Linked DNA regions of Mus musculus: all the other regions are linked to region 1. Evidence: chromatin contacts called from public HiChIP or PLAC-seq and promoter capture Hi-C data. All regions are on one chromosome and are shown on one strand. Each heading gives the region's core, a stretch centred on a gene start, on an enhancer-like site or on the middle of the called end of the contact. The rest is flanking DNA. Distances are from core to core; before and after follow the strand shown.

Region 1 (3,135 bases), core at 50-2,549:
AGTATAGGCAGGAGGCACCAGGCCCAGCTCACCATGGGGGAGATTCTTACCAAATTACCTTATCAATAAATGTAACCCCTTGTATTCATTTTAACCATCTAATTTAATGAAAAATGCCCACTTCAATCCTCCGGTTCACAACGATGAAGTAGTAACATTACTTGGAATACCAAGAATTACTGTGATTACATGAGATTTTCTTGCTTACTGGTCATTCCTACTCCATGCCCTCCCCAACTCCCTGCGGGGTGTGGGGCTAACTCCCCAAGATTCATCATTTCCCTTTACCAAACTTTCTCTAGCAGTAACTGACGCATCACAATACTAATCAAATAAGTGAATTTTCATCTTCGGTATTTGAAAGCCGAACTTCACCTCCTAAGTGTTTGCTTTTATCTATGTTAAGCCCTTCCCCTTAAAGCTATTCTACAATAAGTGAGTCCCAAATTTAAGGCAACACTCCCGAGAAGGTTAAGGTTCACCTGTCAAGAAAAGCTGCGCCCTTCACTTCGCATTCATGGATGATTCCTAGAGTGCGGGCACTGGGCACTTGTATTAGAGACAGACCAAATCTTTCCGTTCTCGAGGCTACCTGGGGCGGTTCTACCGCAGAGAGGCAAACAAAAGGCTGGGCAGTGGGAAGTAAGTGATAAAGGTTGTTTGAGGGGTACTGCTTGCAGTAGACCTGGTTCCTTGGCTGTTTGAACTAAGGGAAGAAGAGCAGATAATCGGCAATGGAGCGCTTGGCAGATGTTACTGCTGGAAGTAAAGGATTGGGGAAAGAGAGAGATTCTGAATTAGGAAAAGATAAGATGGGACTAGGGAGCCTGGAATGAACTGGGAGCTGGAGGGCAGCACGTGTACCGGCGGCACGCATACCTCCCGCGTCTGTGAGCACTTCAACGCGGCCGCTGAACATGGCCTTGAGCATGGTGTCCTGCCCCGTGAGGGTGCGCAGCGTGGTGTAATGCAGCGAGCCGCCCACGTTCAGCTTCACATACTTGCTGTTCGGGGTGAGGGGCTTCAGACTGTACGAGGGGGAGCCAGGCTCCACACTCGAGGGGCTAGGGGACTCCAAGCATTCGGCCGCAGCCGGCGCCGGGCCCGAGGCCTCGGCCGACATGCCAGTGAGCGGACGCGGGTGGCAGTCGGAGGCCCTCTCTGCGCCCCGGTCCGGTTCCCTGAGATCCCGCGACTCCAGCGCCGGCGCCCGGCCGCTCGGCGCACACGCCCACTCTCCACAGCTACTCCGCGACGTCCACCAGCCGCCCCATCGCGCGCTCTCTCCACCCGGAAGCCGGCGCGCGGAGCTGCGCAGGCGCGGCCAGGCCGAGGGCCGCGTCTCGGGGGCGGAGCCAAGAACCGGGGCGTGCGCAGTCGGTGGCGCCGTTGCAGTCCAGCCTGCGGGTTGGGGGGTGTGGTGTTCTGAGAAAACGTCTAAAGGATCCTTTGCCCCCTTGTTCATGTGGATGGAGAATACCGCAACCCGTGACGATTTCAGCAGCGCTTCATTCGCGTAAAAAGAAACAAGCGCAGAGGCTGAAGGTTGAGTATAGTTTTCCTAGCCCAGCTCAGTGCACTTGACAGACTGTTAGAAGAACCGTCAACAAAATGAAAGTTCACCGCGCGTGGTGGCACACACCTCTAATCCCAGCACTCGGGAGGCAGAGGCAGGCAGATTTCTGAGTTCGAGGCCAGCCTGGTCTACAAAGTGAGTTCCAGGACAGCCAGGGCTAAACAGAGGAACCCTGTCTCGAAAAAACCAAAAACCAAAACAAAAAAAAAAAAAAAAAAAAGAAAAAAGAAAGTTCTCCAATGAGGCCATAGGGTTTCCAGGGGACTCACAGGTTAGAAGGCGGGTGCAAAGAGTTCCCTGAAGGGAAAAGGATAGAGACCTGAATTACATATAACTAATTTTAGCCCTGGAGGCTGAGGCAGAGAGATTATGAGCTCCAGGGGATCCTGGCCTATACAGTCTTACCTATCTCAAAGCAAAAGGAGAACCATTAGGCAGGAACGTGGCGATTACAAGAATAAGACTGGACAAGCTAGTGAAGGTCTTAGAATCCCAGCTGTCATGAGACCTTCCAAGGAACCCCAAAAGAGAAGAAGGTATAGGGCATTGTGAACAAGAGGTGATAGCTGAGGTATTTAACAGCCTGCCCTAACGTCTGGAAGGGGTTTTGTCTTGGATGTTTAAGCAAAGTCAAACCAGGCAGTGTTGGCTCACACCTTTAATCCCAGCACTCAGGAGACAGAAGCAGGTGGCTCTCTGAGTTCAAGTCCAACCCTAGTCTACATAGAAAACCCCTGTGTCGGGAGAGAGTTCCAGTTTCTCTTCTCCAACTCTGTCACCAGCTGACTGGAAGATCTGGGCAAAGCTCCTCTCTCTGGGTCTGGTTGGTTCTTTTGCTGCTCAGTCAGGGGTACAAATCTAGTGTTGGCTCTGGAGAGGTAGCAGTGTGGAGAAGCAAAGTGGCTGTTAGAAGATGTTATCAAGAAATGTGTCCGGCACTGAAGAAACTTGTGTTCTGCCAAGAGGGATTGCCAAGCCTGCTCTCCCTACCAGGTGGAGCAGTGAGAAGGTAATTCTTGACTGGAACTTGCTCTCCTCCCTGAAGCCTTGCTGTTGCCAGGACTGGCCTAGCACCCATAGCGAGGCTGTGGCAGTGGCTTGGTCAGCTCAGTTTTACAAAACACCAATTTCAGGCAAATTCACACTCTGGTGGATAAGAAGCATATTCCATAATCATATCTGAACACAAAATGACCGAATATAACTCTCTCCTACAAATGCTAATTCTTTACTGTAGGAGGCATGGGGGAGGGGTCCTTGCACTCACAGATAAACACTTGGGGAATCTGTAATGTTAAGCACAGAAAGTTGTTCCTTCAAGGGAAGAAATGCTATACCTTGCAGAAGGCTGGAACCAGCCGTTAACTAACCTGGTGACCTTGGCTCTCTGTTTGGCAAGAGACTTCCAGCACCTAAAGAGAGTTGTAAATTTGTCTTCCACAGACAGTCTTTTTTTTTTTTAAGATGTATTTATTTATTATATGTAAGTACACTGTAGCTGTCTTCAGACACTCCAGAAGAAGGAGTCAGATCTCGTTACGGATGGTTGTGAGCCACCA
Region 2 (2,907 bases), core at 217-2,716, 190 kb before region 1:
TATGGCATTGTGCAGGCTAGCCAACAGGGAGAAAGTTTCCTGGTCAGCTCAAGGTTAATTTTGTTATGTTCTGCATTAGGAGTGGTATTCTCAGCAATCGAGTCTCACCCTGTAGTTACGGTGCACAGCCAAGAGCAATAGCAGTAGTGTGCTGTTTTCGGAGCATCTGGAGCCTTACTGACCAGTAACTCACAGGGAGAGGGCTCACCCCGGCACTGAGGTTCTCATTTAATAATTCATGTCTTCTGGGAAGCACTCATGCAGGGTACTTCTGCTCAACTCCCTATTTAAAAAATATTATATATTTAAAAATAGCTTTCAGAACAGTGGGTTCCTGCAATGCTTCCTCATATACGCTTAGTTTGGGCTTCCCTTCCCCCCACCCTTTTCTGAATCTCTTTTCTTCACTTTAACCCTGAGTCTCTCTCTCTCTCTCTCTCTCTCTCTCTCTCTCTCACTCTCTCTCTCTCTCTCTCTCTCTCGTTTCACATCTCAGTGTTCTACTATCTTCACTAATAGTTTTTTCTTGGGTTGGAAGATGGTTTCCCTATAGCTTTTTCATATACCTTTTATTTTGGCTAACCTTGCTCCCTCCCCCAGGTTTGACCCTTCCCCATTCCATCCTTCTCTACTTTATTTCCCTGACCCAGCCCTTAGGTATCCACCCTTGTGGTCCATCTCTAGTTTTCTGGCTCCCACGTGTACTCCAGGTTAAACATACATGACCAAAGATTTAGAGCTAGGAGCCACATATGATCCAGAACATGCAATATTTCTCAGTCTGCTACAAAGTCACTGATGCTACAGTCTCCTCCGTCACCCTTAGGGCCTCATCCAAAACCCCTCCTCCAAATTTCTATAAATTTGGGGGGGTAAGTTTTCAACACACTGACTTTGGGGGAGCACATTCAGACTGCAGCTCTCAGGAAAAGTGGGAGGGATGAGGGGATATTTGTGGGGTTCCTACTCTGTCCCTCAGAAAATTTGAGATAAAAAGAGAATGGGCCGCATGTGCTTGTGCGCGCTTTAATCCTAGCACGGGCTGGGGACACAGGAGGTGGATCTATACAGTGAGAGCCTCTCTCTGGTGGGGTTAGGGAGAACGGAATTGGGGCTTGAGTGCAGGTCTGGGATCCACGATTTTCCCAGCACACCACTAACAAGGCTTTCCGGCCCTCATAGGAGAGTGAGGTCCGGCATTCATGGCCCTGCACTCCGAGGGAGCTCCAGCAGGGCTGGAAGTGGAGAAAACAGGGCCTGTTTGGTGCCAGAGGAGTCAGAATTTCTAAGTGCTCACAGCTGAGCACTTCCCACTGATTCTGGGGTTCGCAGTGGGGCTGGCTCAGCGAGGGTCCAAAGAGGTGTACCGTGAGGGCTCTTAGGAAGGACTGACCCAGCTCGGCCCCTCCCTCCCCTCTCTCTGGCAGCCCCACCCCCAGCCTCAGCTTCTGGGAACATTCGACCTGAACTGTGGTGAACACACTGACCCGCTGGCTGCTCCAAGTCACCATGGACCCTGAAGGTGACCTAAGTCTCTGCTCTGTGTTCCTGTTTTCTATGTCCCCTACTGCCCGTCCCTCTTCCTATTTCAGCCATCTGCCTCCCTCTCTCTTCTCTAAAGAACCCCTTGTGGCCTCTCCTTGGATCTTGTTCCCAAGTCCGCTTCTCTCTGTCTTGTTTGAACCTCCAAAATCCTCCTCTTGCTTCGCGGTTCTTTCTGTGTTGAGCCCTACGGAAGGGCAGAAGCTTGGGAACAGAATGGATGGGGTTGCTCTGCTGGGGTCAGATGGACTGGTAGTGGGAGTTTGGAAAGGGGAGCAGCCCTGGACTCTGTCCCTTGTTAGCAGCCAAGAGAAGCGGAGGCAAAGTCCGGTCTCATCCCTGTAGAGTGTGGGGGGCGGGGAGGGGATGAAGTCGGAGACTGCGCTCAGGCCGCAGAGTCTGGCTTGGGACTCACAGCACCTGCTTGAGCCTAGAGTGCATCAAGGACAGGCTGCAGGGCCATCGGAAGACTTCTACAGCCTCACAGCCTCTTTTTCTTGCAGTAGCATTGGGTCTGGGGTGTAGCTCAGTGGTCGACACTTGCGCAGCATGCTTAAGACCTTCCACCCTAGTAGGTTTGCCGCTCTTATTTAAATCTTTTGTGTTTCCCTTTCCTCCCTGGGGCCTCCTCCCCCATCCTCCCCACTTTCCTGCCGGTTTGCATGCAACTCCTCTGGCCTGCCTGTGGAGCCTGCTCTGGATTTGTAGGTCTGGCTAGAATCTGGGGAGTTGCCTGTGCTGATCGGGCTGGCCTCAAACTTACCGAAATTTGCCGCCGGCCGCCTGCCAAGTGCTGGGATCAAACCCGTGTGTTCTGCCTGGTCTGCCTTTCCCTCCTAACATTAACACTGCCCTGGATTTGAGGCCAGGGGATTCACAGCTGTGGGAACCCTGGGAAGTTACCCAGAAGGATTCTAGGTTTCTGCATCTGGAAGATGCTTCAGGGTGGTAGGGAAACTCAACCACCTTTGCAAGTGTCCCGGTTCCTGAGTTCTTTACTGAGGAACTGTGGGTGGGTGTTCAGGGAGGGCATGGATGCCCAACATGAATATGAAATTCTGAGAAAATAGCCATGGATTCCCTTTTCTGAGAAAGGGGGTTCAATAATGGCATTTTTCATCCAACCCGGGTTTCTGAATTTTTAAACTTATTATTGTATGTGAGTGCATGGTGGTGGGGGTGTCAGGTGTCACAGTGTGGAGGTCAGAGGACATCTTTTCAGAGGTTGTTCTCTTCTTCTTTCCACCTTTGTACGTCTCTGGGGATGGAGCTTGGGGCCTCCTGAACTGTCTTTCCCCTCTGATTATTCATTTAGTTTTGAGACAGGTCCTCACTGTGGAGCCCTAGCTGGGCTGGAACACTCAG
Region 3 (3,132 bases), core at 115-2,614, 160 kb before region 1:
TGCAAGCCAGCCTCTGGCATGGGCTCAGACCCAACCCAGCTCACCAGGCTTGTGTCATGGGGCCTCTCCTCTTGGGTCTGAGGCCTCCAGAAGGTGCTCTGGGCTGGGACTTCTGGTGGGGTCTGAGGAACTAGAGAACTGAGGGAAGAGTATGGGGCTGAAGTGGCTGGTGGAGCAGTTGCTCTGCCCTCTAAGGTGCCACCGGGTGTTGGGGGACCTGGAGCCCTGTCCATCAGCAGAGGCATGGAGGAGCCGTACCAATCCTCAGAGCGCTCCCGGGCGCTGCTCGTGGGCTCAATCCACAGTTCTCCTCCAGGGCGCCAGACTAGGGTGGGGGCACGCTGGCTGGGGTCTGGTTGCGGGCGGCGGAACAGGCGTTCGGCCAGTACAGCAGTAGTTATGATGAAGAAGGCTGTGAGAGAGGCCAGGCCCAGCATGATGGGAATACAAGGTCCACAGGGGATTACTACCCACACTGCTGCCTCCGCTGTAGGCTCAGGGAGCCCCTCCGTGTGCCCAGAGGGCTGCTGAGGCGTCACTGGCATCTGGGAGACTCAGTGTGGACTCAGAACAGTCAGGAACGTCTCCACTGGGAGAAGGAAAGGACAGCAACCAGAGGATATCCCGTTTCCTGGAAAGAGATTCAACAACGGTTCTAACAACTTGACCGTGGCACAGGATGAGACAGTGCTTAGACTGCATGTCACTGGGACTGCACATCATTGGCCTTTTTTTTAAACTGTAACTTTACTTCAGAACCTCAGAGACAGATTGGGAGTCGGGAGTGCTGGATCTCTTTGTCCCTCATCTTGCGTTCCTGCTCCCACCCCCACCCCTACCCACTGTTAATTCGGCTCTTCTAATTGGCTTATTGAGCATGGGTGGCAAAACTAGAGAGGAGCAAAGGGTCCCAGAGAGGTCAAGAGCAAACCAGGAGAGGCCGGAGAACAAGCCAGAGCTGGCTGAGGCTCCCCTGCACAGTCGCAGGCCTTACTTCCCCTCCAGCCCCACCCCCCACCTCTGATGACAGATCAAAGGTCTGGGCTCTCAGGTCTTGCCTCAGTCTCAAGTGAGGAGACTTGGAATGAGAGAGAAACCCCTTGCTGGCCCCTCCCTTCCATATGCACCTACTCTTTGAGCCACCTAACCGCTCTCCTTGGAGGTGGCCCTGTTGTGCTATCTGGCTGTACCAGGTCTGTGGCCCGGCACCTATCCAGCTTCCCCAGCTCTGCCCAATCACTGGCCTGTCTGCTTCCCTTGTTGGTATTTGTCCACATCTCTGCCACCAGTCCCCCATTTGCAGTTGCTTCCGCACCCCTCACCTCACCTGTCACCTTGCTTCAATCTTGGATTTCGCCGTTTTCAGAGCCCTTCTTCCCAGTGCATGCCGGGAGGGTGTGTGTGCGCGCAGCGATCTGAAAGGCCCTGGAGGGCTGGCCTCAGAAGAAGGCGGAAGGGAGGCTACCACCTGTTGCTGGGCGACTGTGCCCCAACTTTTCCTGCCCCCACAGAGTGTTTCCAAGGCAACCTGGGGATGTGGTCAGTGTGGTGAAGAACCACTTCCTGTGTAAGGTGGAGCCAGAATGAGCAGCTGCTTTGCTCCAGTCAGTCCCACCCCACAGGCAAGGTCCAGACCCCAGCGCCTTTACCTTGTCACCCCAAAGGCAAGACCCAGACCCCAGCGCGTTCACCATCTCACCCCAAAGGCAAGGCCCAGACCCCAGCGCTTTCACCTTCTCACCCCAAAGGCAAGACCCAGACCCCAGCGCCTTCACCTTCTCACCCCATAGGCAAGGCCTAGGCGCGATCACCATCTCACCCAACAGGCAAAGCCCAGACCCCAGCGCCTTCACCTTCTCACCCTACAGGCAAGGCCCAGACCCCAGCGCCTTCACCTTCTCACCCTACAGGCAAGGCCCAGACCTCAGCTCGCTCACCCAGGGGAGAGGAAGATTATAAAGACCGGCTCAGGGGCTCCCACAGCGCTGCGATGTATCTTGCTGCCTGCTTCTTGGAGGGTCCCTGTCCTTCCGTCTACTCCCTGCACCCTTTTCATCCAGCTGTGTCATACTTTTGTTTTGTTTGAGACAGGGACTTAAGATGTAGCCCAGGTTGGCCCCGAATCCCCCCCCCCCCCCCACACACACACATACACACTCCCGTAAGCCTTTTGAGTGTTGGTTTCAGTCCCAGGCCACTGTGCCCAGGCTCATCTCTCCACTACTTCTGATACCTAACGGTGTAAGCACTATGAGAGTAATTGTTACCGGTGTTGTTTAGGCCATCATACCTTTACATGGTGTGCATGCAGTGTCTGCGTGTGTGTGTGTGTGTGTGTGTGTGTGTGTAGACCAGAGTCTACTTAATTGATTTCCACCCTATTATTTTATTTTATGTGTTTGTGTGTTTAGCTCACCTGTATGCATTTTGGTCGCAAGCATGCCTCGTGTTCAAGGAGGCCAGAAGGGGATGTCAGATCTCTTGGAAGTGATTGACAGACAGTTGTGAGCCACTTTGTAAGTGCTAGGAATTGAACCTAGGTGCTCTGCAAGAGCATCGAATTAACTGCTGAACTCCCTCTCCCTCTCCCCTTCCCCATTCTCCCTGTCCCCCGGTCCCCCTCCTCCCTTCTCCCCCTATACCCTCTCCCCCTCTCCTCCTGTCCCCCTCTTTCCTTCCCCAGTGCTAAGCTAATAGGAGCACTTAGCTGAGCTTGCGGTGCCCATAGTTTTGAAGTGTGTGCTAAGGTCTAAGCTCAGGCCCTCATGTTTGTCAATCAGCACTGTTGTGTTGTACTGAGCCTTCTCCCAGCCTTTGTTCCCTCCTCTGTCTTCTCTTTCTTTTTTCCAGGGTGGGGGGTGGGGCAGCGGCGGAGGTGTTTGTTTGCTTATGGGTCATGCTCATGCTAGGCAAGCATTTTGCCACAATTCTTCACCACCAGCATTTCAACATACATGTTTTTCATTTGTTTTGAGACAGGGTTTCACTATGTATCATTTCTAGCTTAAAATGCTCTACGTAGACTACAGTGGGTTCCCAATTGTGGCAGTCTTCTGGCTACCTTCCTGGTGCTGGGGTTATAGGGCTGTGGCAGCACATCTACTCGGTACACCTACTCGGTACACCTGCTCA
Region 4 (3,058 bases), core at 286-2,785, 240 kb before region 1:
CTTCATAGATCAGTTTTTCTGTTGTGGAATATTAGCAACTGGAAAATAGAATTCCAAGAGCCTCAGTATACAGACAAATGCCCAGCAACAAGCCAATAGGCAGAGCTGGGTCAAATCCTGGTTGTTCTATTGCTGTGATAAACAGCATGACTAAAAACATCGTGGGAAGGAAAAGGATCATTTCATGCAGTCTACCCTGAGGGAAGTCAGGGCAGGAACTCAAGGCAGGAACTGGAGTAGAGGTTGGGGGGTGGGGGGAAGCAGGGAGATGGCTGCTGCTTACTGGCTTGCTCTGCATAGCTTGCTCAGTCTGCTTTCTTCTGGAACCCAGTCTCCCTTGTTCAGGGGTAGCACCACCCACAGGAGGATGGGCCATTCCAGAACAATCTTTAATCAAGAAAGTGCCCTACTGGGAGGATGGACAGAATAAAAGAGATGAAATTCTCTGCAGCAGGGGGATCAGCCTAGCAAGGACTGAACACTGACAGCTCCCTAGATGCTCTTTATTGTTACCTAAAAGGCACCTTATCAAGTCAATTTCCACATACCAAAACTTCTTATCTGATCTCCCGGTTGTCTTGAAAGACCCGCCACCTAAGCAATTCTCAGTCACTCCACACTTCCTGGTTTGTCAGGCATGCCCCTAGACTAAGTTATGCAAAGGCTCTGAGAATAGTTCAAAAGAACAACCTTATAAAGTCCCAGATGATAATTACCAACAAAAGGCTACTTCAAAGCTTACACGCGCCATCACTCCAGATTCATGTGCAATACGAGAATTCTAAAATCCTGTCACAGATATGCCTACAGTCTAAAGGAGGTATTTTCTCAATTGAGGTTCCTTTTTCCAGAAAACTCTAGCCTGTGTCAAGTTGATACAAAACTAACCAGGCCCCAAGGCTGCTAGGCATTTGGAGAAGGCAAACCCCTTCGTCTGTGACAGTTGTGACAATGTGACAGTGCAGATAGCTCTTGGACACAGGCTTCCCTCCCTGTCCATTTACCCAGTAGCTGGATTGCTGGATCAAATGGTTCTGTTTGCTTTTCGTGGTTTTGGTTTTGGACAATGTCACACGTGGTTTCTCGTATCTCACATGAATCTGGAGTGATGGCGCGTGTAAGCTTTGAAGTAGCCTTTCGTTGGTAATTATCATCTGGGACTTTATAAGGTTGTTCTTTTGAACTATTCTCAGAGCCTTTGCATAACTTAGTCTGGGGACATGCCTGACAAGCCAGGAAGTGTGGGGTGACTGAGAATTGCCTAGGTGATGGCTCTTTCATGACTGTACTGGAACTTTCCATGTAAGCTAGGCCAGGCTGGCTTTGAACGCCCCCCCCCCTTCTTCTCCAGTGCTGGGGTTGCAGGTGTGTGCCGCTGTGCCTGACTCTCATTTCATATCATTTCAGCGTTATGATATCCCAAGACCTTTCAAACGATACTTCTCTTTTTCTCTAGGGATTAAACCCTCTCATGTGATGCACATTGTCTGCCATGGAGCTACTTCCCAGCCCGGTTTCTAGCATTTTGAGGAACCTTTGTACTGTTTTCCATAATGGTTATACTAATTTGCATTCTCACCAAGAATGTCTGAGTGTTCCCTTCTCCTCCTCCTCTCAAGCACTTCTTGTTGCTGTTAGCTTTGCTTTTTGAAGCACAGGGTCTCAATTTATAGCCCAGGCTGGCCTCAAACCTGTGGGTTTCCTGCCTCAGCCTCTTGGGTGATAGGATTAAACATACAAGCCACCAAACCTAACTCCTGGTTTTCTTTGCTAGTTTCTTTATTTTTTTGAGATAGGGTTTTTCTGTGTTACATCCTTTTCTGTGTTACATACTTTCTGTGTAGACCATGCTGGCCTCAAACTCACAGAGATCCTCCTGCCTCTACCTCCCGGAATTGCTGGGATAGAAGGCATGCACCATTACACCCAGCTTCTAATTCCATATTTTAAAAGGTTTTATTTTTTTGTATATGTGTGTGTGTCTGTGTGCAGGTATGTATATGCACGTAAGTGGAGGCAAAGATCAACCTTGTGTTAGACGGGGTCTCTCACTAGGCCCTGGACCTGGCTGTTGAGTGAGCCCCAGGGACTCCCCTGCAGTCAGCTCCCCAGAACTGAGATTATGAGCAACACCAGTGCTCCCAGATGTTTTGTGACTTTGGTTGCATGAGCCCACATACCTGCGTCCTTTTGAGAAATGTCTACTCACAAGAGCCTCTCATTCTTTAGCTTGTTTTCTACTGTTTTATTGTTTGAATATCTGGTCTACCTATCTTTTCTATCTGATGGGTAGTTTGCCCCCCCCCCTTTTTTTGTCTCACTTTGTAACCCAGGCTTCCCTGAATCTACCAGGCTGGCCTCAAACTCTTGATCCTCCTATCTCAGTCTCTTAATGCTGGATTACAAATATATCCCACCATACCCTATATATATATTTTTTCACTTTCTTTGTTCTAAACATTGCACATGGGGACTGTAAAGGCTAATCCCATTTGCCCAAGGACAGGTAACTCCCTGGGCTGCTGTTCACGTCAGATAACAAGGCCTGTGTTTTCCCTTCAGTACACAAGCTTGGTTGCCCATGCTGCACAGGAAGACCTTGATCGCCAGTAGGCAGAAGACACATGGGCAGGAAGTAGTACATCAGGATGTATGGAAGCAGAAAGTACCAGAGCCTGTGGGTTTGACCTTTGTAGGCACCCGTCTGACCTAATTGGGGGCCAATCTTCATGGATCCTGGGTATGGATCTGGCCAGGGTCCATTGTCCTAGCCAGTATTACATAAAGCTTGCTTTAATAGGTCAGTTGTCGATTTGGTCTTTCTCTTAGAAATTTTCAGCTTTAACACTCCCTGCATGCTAGCATGTGCACAGGGACGCAGCTGCTGGGGTTGTTTCTCACTTTCTCCTGCAGCTTGCAGTTGGAGTGGAGACATGTCACTGGCTTGTTCATGCTGACTTAGCGCCTGCTACATGATGCCATTCATTTACCAATCCTAACATTTTTGGTGGAGTCTTTTTGGTTTTTCTAGAGACAGCCATTTGCAAGCAAAATATAC

What was found. Promoter capture Hi-C pulls out the DNA fragments that hold promoters and counts their contacts. HiChIP or PLAC-seq counts read pairs in DNA pulled down with a chosen protein or histone mark. Capture Hi-C pulls out chosen DNA fragments and counts their contacts.
Region 2: a contact with region 1 is called in a promoter capture Hi-C map of the SN4741 cell line, with 3 times the contacts expected there. The contact joins the promoter of Qprt here to the promoter of Kctd13 in region 1. A contact is called at or near these places in 16 of 39 promoter capture datasets (the 3T3-L1 cell line, the C10 cell line, the SN4741 cell line and 11 more), 2 of 484 Hi-C or Micro-C datasets (bone marrow-derived macrophages and embryonic stem cells), 7 of 115 datasets of contacts at active chromatin or transcription factors (the 230-238 cell line, bone marrow-derived macrophages, double positive thymocytes and 3 more) and 3 of 9 other capture datasets (adipose tissue, liver and pancreatic islet).
Region 3: a promoter capture Hi-C map of liver shows a contact between it and region 1. The contact joins the promoter of AI467606 here to the promoter of Kctd13 in region 1. A contact is called at or near these places in 16 of 39 promoter capture datasets (the 3T3-L1 cell line, 3T3-L1-derived adipocytes, the C10 cell line and 9 more), 6 of 484 Hi-C or Micro-C datasets (B cells, bone marrow-derived macrophages, centrocytes and 3 more), 21 of 115 datasets of contacts at active chromatin or transcription factors (the 230-238 cell line, DN3 thymocytes, the HPC-7 cell line and 13 more) and 3 of 9 other capture datasets (adipose tissue, liver and pancreatic islet).
Region 4: an H3K4me3 HiChIP or PLAC-seq map of bone marrow-derived macrophages shows a contact between it and region 1, with 3 times the contacts expected there. The contact joins the enhancer-like site here to the promoter of Kctd13 in region 1. A contact is called at or near these places in 2 of 39 promoter capture datasets (the C10 cell line and cranial neural crest), 2 of 484 Hi-C or Micro-C datasets (bone marrow-derived macrophages and nephron progenitors), 2 of 115 datasets of contacts at active chromatin or transcription factors (bone marrow-derived macrophages and large pre-B cells) and 2 of 9 other capture datasets (adipose tissue and liver).

The regions. Positions count from the first base shown.
Region 1 is chr7:126,927,043-126,930,177 of GRCm38.p6, reverse strand. Kctd13 (potassium channel tetramerisation domain containing 13) reads right to left here and starts at 1,299. Exons shown (of 6, transcript NM_172747.2): 1 at 880-1,299. The coding sequence starts at 1,123. It also overlaps a transcript of Tmem219 not described here.
Region 2 is chr7:127,120,588-127,123,494 of GRCm38.p6, reverse strand. Qprt (quinolinate phosphoribosyltransferase) reads left to right here and starts at 1,466. Exons shown (of 4, transcript NM_133686.1): 1 at 1,466-1,522. The coding sequence starts at 1,510.
Region 3 is chr7:127,089,668-127,092,799 of GRCm38.p6, reverse strand. It overlaps AI467606 (expressed sequence AI467606), which reads right to left and starts at 1,364. Exons shown (of 2, transcript NM_178901.3): 1 at 1,328-1,364; 2 at 1-631. The coding sequence starts at 545.
Region 4 is chr7:127,164,243-127,167,300 of GRCm38.p6, reverse strand. No RefSeq gene overlaps it. Among named protein-coding and RNA genes, the nearest start is that of Spn, 28 kb to the right of the region's middle. Within about 2 kb of position 1,535, at least 24 of the 459 cell types and tissues checked have an H3K27ac peak or open chromatin away from gene starts, as enhancers often do. A contact at or near this core is called in bone marrow-derived macrophages, where this site is marked.